2 separate regions of the Mus musculus genome follow, and region 2 is linked to region 1. Evidence: chromatin contacts called from public HiChIP or PLAC-seq data. All regions are on one chromosome and are shown on one strand. The core of a region is the stretch at or near the end of the contact, and the rest is flanking DNA. Distances in the headings are between cores, read along the strand shown.

Region 1 (4,876 bases), core at 1,328-3,827:
AGAACTCTGTGGTAGTTTGAATAGGAATGGTCCCCCTAGACTCATGTGTTTGAATTATTAGCTCATAGTGAGTGGCACTATTAGGAGGTCTGGCTTTGTTGGATTAGATGTGGCCTTGTTGAGGAAGTTTATCACTGTCAGTGTGGCCCAGCTAGTCTTGGAGCCCAAAGGCCACTGTAACCCTTGAACAGCTGAACTGACACCTCAAACTGGCCCTGTGACTATAACCGATATTCCATCAGGGTACCTGCCAAGAGGATGGCCCAAACCCATGGGGAAAGGAAGAAATGGCACTATAACACTGGGTGTCTGATCACCATGGCAACACTCCCACCAGTTTCTCCTGTGTAGACATAGAAGTCATCTTCCACATCCCCTTCACAGTCACTTCCTACCCACATCAAGTTAGTTTCAGAGGTACATTAGCAAACACACATGTAGCCATCATATCCATATATTCCCTTTCTTAGCCATCTTTCCCATCCAATCCTGTCTACACAAGGGAGTGACTTCCTACCAAAATCCCATGTATCCTGTCATTTAAAAGATCAAGGTAAAGGAGTGTCTTTATCTTTCCTCATTTGTATGTGCTGATTTGATGTTCAGGATACCGCCTTGTCCCTGCCAGCTCCTCCTTGTCTCAAATATCCATTCTGTCACCTCAACGGAAGCTCCTACTCTTATGCCACCAGCTGTGGCTAGTCTCTGTGACCACTCCATGCTCTTCTGCAGCTCACACCTCTTTCTGAGGTCACTGACTGAGGGGTTTTCCTGCCTAGAACCTCTAAGTTCTGGACACAGATCTAGGAGCTAGTGGATTTGAGGTCCAGTGAGTAGAGTGAACAGGGTCTAAAATGCCCAATAGGCAGTAGCCAGGGATATAGGGATGGATTAACTGGAAGGGTTTGGCCTGGATGCTTACCACCACCTTGGGTTTGTTGTACTTCAAATGCCCTCAAGGCCATGAAGAGTTTGAGTCAGTGGACAATAGAAGAGCCCATGTTGCCTTCAGGCTTCCAGACATGACTGACTTCACCCCTATATGCAGGAATGAAGGGAAGACCCTGGCACTGGAAGCGGCAGAGGAGCCTCTTTTAGGTATGCTGTCCTCAGATTCCCCAAAGGACTCTTGTCCACTTAGCTTCAGTGGTCAACTTGAAACAACCCATAGTAATTAAAGGAGTCTCAATTAGGGGATTGTCTTGATCTGATTGGCCAGTGGGCATGTCTGTCGGGCATTTTCTTTGTTGGTGGTTGATGTGGATGAGCCCAGCCCACTGTTATGATACATCTTGGGGCAGGCAGTTCTCCGTGTGTAAAAAGCTGGCTAAAAAAGCAGAGGGGAGCAAACCAGTAAGCAGTTCTCCTCCAAGATTTTTGCCCTGACTTCACTGGTGGATGGTGACTTGGAAGTTTAAGAAAAATAATCCTTAAACAATTTCCCAAGCAAATAGTCCCAAGAAATAAGCTGGAGTAGCCTTTCTGATATCACATAAAATTATTCAGCCAAAAGTTGTCAAAAAGGATAAAGAACAACGCTACATATTCATCAAAGGAAAAATCTCCCAAGAAGAACTCTCAAAATTCTGAACATCCGTGCTCCAAATGCAAGGGCACCCACATTTGTAAAAGAAACTTTACTAAATCTCAAAGCACACATTGCACCTCCCACAATAACAGTGGGAGACTTCAACACCCCACTCTCATCAATGGACAGATCATGGAAACAGAAACTAAACAGAGACACAGTGAAACAGAAGTTATGGACCAAATGGATTTAGAAGATATCGATAGAACATTTCATTATAAAATAAGAACACACATGGTATGTACTCATTGATAAGTGGATATTAGACAAAGAGTGTGAAATACCCACAATGCAACTCATGGACCACATGAAGCTCAGAGGAAGGAAGATCAAATTGTGGACTCTTCAGTCCTACTTAGAAGGGGGAACAAAATAATCAAGGGAAGTAGAGGGTGGGAGGGACTTGGGAGGAAGAGAAGTCGGGGAGGGGAAAAAGAGGAAGAATCAGGTGTGGGAGGAGAAGGGGGGAGATGTACAGAGGTCAGGAAATTGAACAGAGGTGTGTAGCAATGGGGGGGGGGGAGATGGGTAAATGGGGATAGCAACCAGAAAGTCCCAAATGCCAGGAAAGCATGAGCCTCCCAGGACCCCACAGGGATGACATGAACTGAAATACCCCACAAAGGGGAGGGAGGACCTGTCAAGACCATATCCAGATGTTAGGCATGGCACCCCGGTTGAGGGATGGGGCCACCCATCCATCTCCAAAAATTTTAACCCAGAAATGCTCCTGTCTAAAGGAAATACAGGGACAATGAGTGGAGAAGAGACTGAAGGAAAGGGCATACAGAGACTGCCCTAGCTATGGATCCATTCCACATGCAGACACCAAACCCAGACACAATTGCAGATGTCAAGAAATGGTTGTTGACAGGAGCCTGATACAGCTGTCTTCTGAGAGGCTTTGCCAATTCCTGACCAATACAGATGCGGATGTACACAGCCAAACATTGGAGTGAGTGCAGGGACCACAATGGGGAAGTTAGGGCAAGGACTGTAGAAGCTGAAGAGTTTTGCAACCTCATAGGAAGAACAAGAGTATCAACCAACCAGGACCCCCAAAGCTCACACAGACCAAAGAGTACAGAGGGGGTACCCATGACTCCAGCTGGATATGTAGCAGAGGTTTGCCTTATCTGGTATCACTGGGAGGGGAGTGTCTTGGTCCAGTGAAAGCTTGATGACCCAGGATAGGGAAATGCTAGGTTCACTGAGCAGGAAGGGGGTGTAGGGGGAGCACCCTCATAGAGGCAGTGGGAAGGAGGAGAGGATAGGGGATCTGTGGAGGGGAAACTAGGAATGGGGATAACATTTGAAATGTAAGTAAATAAAATAACCAATAAAAACACACACATGTGAAAAATAATCCTTTTCCTCCCCAATTTGCTTTTGGTTATGGAGTTTATTGCACAATGGAGAACAATCTAGAATAGAGCCCATGACCCCAACCCTTTCAGGCCAAGAGCCCCTCCCACAAGGACCAAATGCTCTACAATCAGTCCAAGTAACCAGGGCAATTTTTAGGTGATAACACCTGTTTAAAGTGTAGTAAACACTAGACATACTTGCACACACCTGTGACCCCAATATTCAAGAACCTGAAGCAGGAAGATTGAGTTTGAGACCACCTGAAGCCAACTTGGGCTTTGTAGCAAGACACTGTCTCAAAAAGAACAAAAAGAAAAAGTGCATTTATAACCTATACTTTTGTAAAAAAAATTTTTTTAATTAAACAGACACACACACACACACAGACACACACACACACACACACACACACACACACACACAAGAAGTTGGAAATGCCTATGATCCTGCTTTACTGTGACCTCATTCACCCACTAATCCTTCCATATTTTTCTTTCCCTCATGTAACCTACATGTGTAATTGCCTTCCACAAAATGTAAGCTCATGAGTAATGCTCTTTTTTGCTTCCTCTCTCGTTAGAAGCAGGATTTGACTATGTAATGCTGGATGACCTCAAATTTGGGGATCCTCCTGTGTCTGCTTCCCAAGTAGTAGAATCACAGGCTCTGAGCCTTTGAGCCACACACAGATCTAAAATAAGCTTTTGAGCTTGTATGTATGCTTCATACGCTCAGCAAGTGCTCTGCTGCTAAACCACACCCCCAGCCTTCTGCACTCTAATAATCTGTTTACTTAGTGATTTGTTTTCAGTACCTGAAAATACAGCAAGAGTCCTACCAGGGGAAAAGGATAGCCCCACACTCATGCATTCCCTGCCTCCTGTGACTTCCTGTTCCACTAAACATCTTCCACTAAACATCCACTAAACATCTTCATGCACGGCCCTCTATTCATCTGCTTCTTTAGAATGGATGCAGAGAAGTGGGCTCACTGAATCAAAGTGTGTGTCTTTTCTCAAAGTAGCTGTGTTTACTTGTTCTCTCCCAAGGAAAACAGCTGTTTCCCACACCTGCTCAGATCTGAAATCACCACACATTTTAATGCTTGCCAGCTGATAGCCCCAAGGTCTTACCTCATGGATGTTCCAGTATGGATTTCCCTGAACTCCGATTATGTTTGCATTGGCTGGGGAACTCCTTCCACTGTGAGCAACCTGGTCACTTCTCCCCCACTGTTGCTAATCCTTTTTTTTAACAGTAATTCAGAATTCCTTCATATAATCAACTTTTAAAGACAGATGTAAATATATATATATATATATTCTCCAAATTTTAACATGTCCCTGAAGATGATAGGAAACCTTTTATAGCAAGAAGGTTTTTGCCTTTTTCTCATTTTTTAAAATTAGCAAACACCATATTAAATATTATGACATTTTCAACCAAGTGTATTTTAGTAAATGTCCCTATCTCTGAGTCCCTGACTTGTTGCCTTAGTTTCTCTCCTGCTTTCAGGTCAGCCAAGTCCTTTTGTCCTCTCCCACTTTCTCTGTGGAGAAATTTACAGTTGAAAAAAATCCATTGTGTATGCGTATTGCATTTTCAGTATGTAGTCATCTGTTGACAGACATCTAGGGTGGTTCAATTCCTTGGTATCATAAATAGGGTAGTGATAAACATGGATGTGCAAGTGTCTCCATGATGGGATCTAGAGACCTTTTGTTTGTGTGTGTGTATGTATGTATTCACATATATATTGTTGGCACCAATGTTGTGTTTTTAAAAAGATAAAGTGTGTGTGTGTGGGGGGGGGGGGTATGATGAGGCATCGCTTCCCCCAGATGGACCAGCCACACGACGGTATACTGTAGAATAGTGTTTATTAAGGGCATGGGGAGGGGAGTTAAGAGGGTAGTAGAG
Region 2 (4,878 bases), core at 1,897-4,396, 310 kb after region 1:
AGATAGGTCTTAGGTCTCTCGATCATTCATCAGGATTTTATTTGCAGACAGTACTTGGCATACTGATGTTAAGTTGGTTTACTGAAATGTTCCGTCTCTGTCTCTGTCTCTCTCTGTCTCTGTCTCTCTCTGTCTGTCTGTCTCTCTCTCTTTGTGTGTGTGTGTTATCTAAAGGACAGTTTATTTAACACAAGGGTGACAGATGTTGGGGGAGAAATGAGGGAGGAACAACTCTAATATAAAAGCACACAGGAAGTACCTCAAGTTAAAAACAAACAGCAGTGGAAGAAGCTATGTCTCACACATATACAAACAGCCAACCTCTCTTATTTACATCCAAACCTTACAAAATAGCATTTCAAATCAGCACTTAGGCCAGTGTTAATTAGTTTTTGTAACAAAGGATTAAAGTTACACACGTCACATTTTTAAAATTATACAAAAAACTATGTAATAGCCTCTGTAATCAGACACTGACCTTTACAAATAGGTGCCTCAATGTAAATGAAAAGGGAGATGTTACATGGACACTCATCCTGTACATTCCCTTTCCAGCTACTTATGTAGAAGTTCAGATTGCATCAGTGGAGCAAATGACCTTTGGCCAAATATGACCATATTTGCTTGATGCCCATGAGCATCACCTTTGGTTGGAACTTGAGTGATAATGAAACTTTCTTATGGAAGTGACTCATGTGAAAATGAAAAGCCATCAACACCTCTAATGCTGCAAAGTAACATAGAACTCTTCCTTTGCTTGATGAGGCTTTGAAAGGAAAAAATTAAATCTCCACAAACCCTGGTTTAATTAAAACTTTAGAAAATGCTGTAGCAGAATATGGCCTAGTTGGCCATCATTGGGAAGAGAGGCCTCTTGGTCTTGCAAACTTTATATGCCTCAGCACAGGGGAACGCCAGGGCCAAGAAGTGGGAGTGGGTGGGTAGGGGAATGTTGGGGGACTTTTGGGATAGCATTGGAAATGTAAATGAAGAAAATACCTAATTAAAAAAAAGAAAAAAAAGAAAATGATAGCTTGGCACAGAGAGAAAGCCACATAGAGTTTGTACACACATACTGACATGTCCTTACACAAATTCAGCTAGCCTGAGCCTCTACTAGGGAGGTATGACATTTTTACTTGGCCTCTTCCATATATCCTGTCTACCCCAGTTCCTTGGAATCTGTCTCCACACCTGAACTCACGTGGAAACTTGGAAAGCTCTGTTGATATTGTCATTATTATCACATAGCTGAAAAAAAAATCCCAACACAAATTTGCTTTATTTGAGTGAAGGTTTGAGATTTATATCTGTTAGGAACTAGATGGGTAGGGGCATCATGTACCCTGGTGCTTTTTAATTGGACCCAGGTGCAGGGAAGACTTGGGGCAGTTAGGATCACAGAACTACAGCAATACAAGGGAGGAGAAGGTTACAACTGGATTTGGCCTTGAAGGATCAGAACTGTGAGGAGTCTGGGTGTTCTATATAGTTATGTACCCAACATCTTTATGGCATTATTAGAGTTTAAATGATGAAAATTGGGAGCCTAGTAAGAGGTGTAGGTGTGGCTAGATAGAGAGAGTTTCTCGTTTACAGTTTTATTTTTACCTCATGTTGTTTGTTAATTGCAAACTGTGAGACTGAAATGGAACTTTGAGCGCTTCTCAGCCTCCCTTCTGTAAACTCTAAATGTGGCAACAGTACCTCTTTTTGTGTTTTTATTTCTCTGAATTCACTTTCTTTTCCAATTTTACTCCATTTTCCCAAACACTGGTCCTCCAAGGAAAGGATAAGAAAGATCAGACTAGCAATATATAGTAGCAGTGAACAATTAATGGGATCATTGCCAATGTGTGATTGTGTGCTTATGACCTTGGGTGAAGTCCACCAAGTCTCTTGATATGGATAGATATGCTTGTGAAGAAAAAGAATGGATCAGAACGCCTCCACAAGAAAATAAATGATTCAAAAGACATTCCTGCATGGGCAACGAAGTATTGCTCCACGGGTATTATCTCTGAACTCAAGGTGGAGGCCCTAGGGAAGATGCTGGTGAAAACTTGAGGAAATACAATAGCACTGCATGTTGTCAGCCAAGTGTGTGCTGATCAAGGCTGGTGTCAGTATTTTCTTCAATGTTCTGCTCATCATACTGTTCCCAGGGAGTTCTCTCAGGTCTCAGGGCAGGGCAATGAGGCTCAGGAGTTAGTAGCCTCAGTGACACTTAGGTTCCCTGTTTGGGTGTTTTGTGAACAGCCAGTTTCCCATCTAGTGTCATCAGGGGCACTCTTTCCATCAGAGCAAGTTGCTGCTGCTCACTAGGCTGTGCATCTGGGCCCAGAATACTCTAACCCTTTCCAGAGGCCTTGGTCTGCGACAAGAGGAGCTTCTTTCCCGGAGGTAAGCCCAGGTCTCCTTCAAGATGGACCTTAGTCAGTGACTGTCAGTTTGGATGGGACAGTCCAGCTTCAGATACCCTAGAATCACCTAAAACTTTACCTAACCCTGTGACACCCATGCCTCCTGTTCCCAACATTCCAGTGTACATTTCTCCCAAGACAACACCTTTGCAGTAAGCTGTTTGCCTTCTCTCTGATTCCCTTCCTACATGTTATATCTAAGATGCTTCTGCACACAGGTGAGCTGTGGATGACACACCCACAGTTCCTCACATTCAGTGAAGGGCAGCAGAAACAAATGGATCTTTGGAAAACAAGCTGTGGACACACCCTGCAACGACCAGGTCCACTGGAACCCAGAACTGTGTTTGAACTGGCACTGTCACTTGTTTCAGGATTTTCAGAAGACTGGTATCAAATGAGGACAATGTGTACTGCCACTGTGGTTACATTAGGAAAGAAAGTTGTGACATACTAGAAAGATTCCCAGTTTGTAGTAATGGAGAAAAGTTAAAAATCATTCTTGGGGATGGGGCTGAGGTTGGGGCTGGGGCTGGGGCTGGGGCTGGGGCTGGGGCTGGGGCTGGGGCTGGGGCTGGGGCTGGGGCTGGGGCTGAGGTTGAGGCTGGGGATGGAGAGATGGCTCTGTGGTTAAAAGCACTTGCTAATCTTGCAGAGGACTTGGATTCAGTTCCCAGAACATATGTAATTCTAGTTCCAGGGATTTGACACTCTCTACTGACGTCTCTGGGCACCAGGCATATACACAGTACACAGACATACATGTAGGCAAAGCACTTACACACAAAACCAAACCAAACCACAAAAATCATTCTCACTAGGGTGTGAGGAAAAGCACTCTGCCGGATTTGACCTTTGGTTTTATTACTAGTATGACACTGAATCCTAGAAAGAGCCTTTTAGGATCAATACCTTTTTTCTCAGTGAGTTCTACTAGCCATGTTTTGGGTTTTGTAATAGGAAGGCATACATTCTGTTGCTGACTTCTTCTACCATATGTGTCCTGGCGATTGAATGTAGGCTCTAAAGCTTGGAAGCAATAATCTTTACCTACTGAGGCAAATCAAGGGCCTGTGAATTATCTGATAAGCGCTGTAATATAACTTAATTATGGATACACATTCTGAGAAAAGCGGTATTTGGTGATTTTGTGTTGTGAATATTACAGTATATTTACATAAACCAAGAATATGTAAATATACTGTATATACTGCACACACACACACACACACACACACACACACACACATGCTTTTACAAGATTGACAGTATAGCATGTTTGCATCTAGCAGCTCCTGGAATGCTGCCCCATGTAGTGAAATACCATCGATGCCTCCTGCAGCTGTGACCTAGTAGGAAAGAGATAGCTGTTCCCTGGTGGAACAGCCACTTAAATGCAGCCCTGTGATGGGCTCAGGAGAGAGCAGAAGAAAAGCCACCCTGACAGCTGCAGGGCTGTGAGAAACTGTAAAACAACAAATTCTGTTACTTTAAACCACTAATTTTGGAGTGGTTTCATATGCAGCAGTAGATAACTGATACTTACAAAATGTTCTGAGCACTTCCAACAGAAAGACCCAGGATTAGAAACTCCTCCAAATATAGACTCTAGGTTTATAATTCCAGTGACAGACCTGGGCCTTCACTCTTCTTGTAAACTTTTAAGAACTTCTGGGTTTCCAGGAAGGGTTGAAAGTAGATGGAAGGGCCTAAACCAAAGTCTGGTAGCGATTTTCTGACAATGTCTACACATGTCTTCTGTGTTCCCAGAAAAAAAAAATCATACTTGACCTTGTAGCCTTTGTCCTAGAATGTTCCTGTTTCAAGTAAGTGGTCCCTCTGAAAGCCTCACCTGACTAGTGAGTTGTGGTGGGTTGGCGTATGTCTCTACGACCACCATGGTCAGCAGAGTAGTGATCTGCAGGAGCTAAAAAGGTAATTTGACTCAGCGTGACTAAGCAGCTGGGGTTGGTTCAAATTTTGGGAGTCTGACCCTGAGTTTTATGCACATTTCAGCCCAGTACAATTCACTGTAAACTTTCCTGGTTATAATTAACTTGATGCCTTGTACACAATCAAGCATACATAACTCTCCGTGAGGAACCTGCTGTTGGCAGATCTGGCATTCAGCAGCAGCTGTAGCCAGGTCAGCGTTGGTGAGTGGAAGCATAGCTGAGGCAAAGCATAAACTCCATCTCAGCCACCATGTCCACTTTGTTCATGTGTCCATTGAGCAATGACAGGGATGGCTGGGGAAAGAGGCTGACTGTCCACAGAGTGGGTCATCTTATCTACTCCTCAGCTGAAGTCACCTTTTGGTGAACATTTACATGGTTCACAAATATTTTCACATCCTTTGCCCATTTGGAGAGATCTATCCACATACTTCTTCCCCAGATGTCTTTCTCACCAATTTTCCAATCATGATCTTTCCAAGTCTCTGACCATCCAGCCA

Evidence for each region. HiChIP or PLAC-seq counts read pairs in DNA pulled down with a chosen protein or histone mark.
Region 2: an H3K27ac HiChIP or PLAC-seq map of bone marrow-derived dendritic cells shows a contact between it and region 1, with 4 times the contacts expected there. The contact joins two enhancer-like sites. A contact is called at or near these places in 2 of 484 Hi-C or Micro-C datasets (both in embryonic stem cells) and 1 of 115 datasets of contacts at active chromatin or transcription factors (bone marrow-derived dendritic cells).

Annotation. Positions count from the first base shown.
Region 1 is chr2:148,583,339-148,588,214 of GRCm38.p6, forward strand. No RefSeq gene overlaps it. Among named protein-coding and RNA genes, the nearest start is that of Gm46770, 24 kb to the left of the region's middle. Within about 2 kb of position 2,578, at least 29 of the 459 cell types and tissues checked have an H3K27ac peak or open chromatin away from gene starts, as enhancers often do. A contact at or near this core is called in bone marrow-derived dendritic cells, where this site is marked.
Region 2 is chr2:148,892,630-148,897,507 of GRCm38.p6, forward strand. No RefSeq gene overlaps it. Among named protein-coding and RNA genes, the nearest start is that of Cst3, 20 kb to the left of the region's middle. Within about 2 kb of position 3,147, at least 8 of the 459 cell types and tissues checked have an H3K27ac peak or open chromatin away from gene starts, as enhancers often do. A contact at or near this core is called in bone marrow-derived dendritic cells, where this site is marked.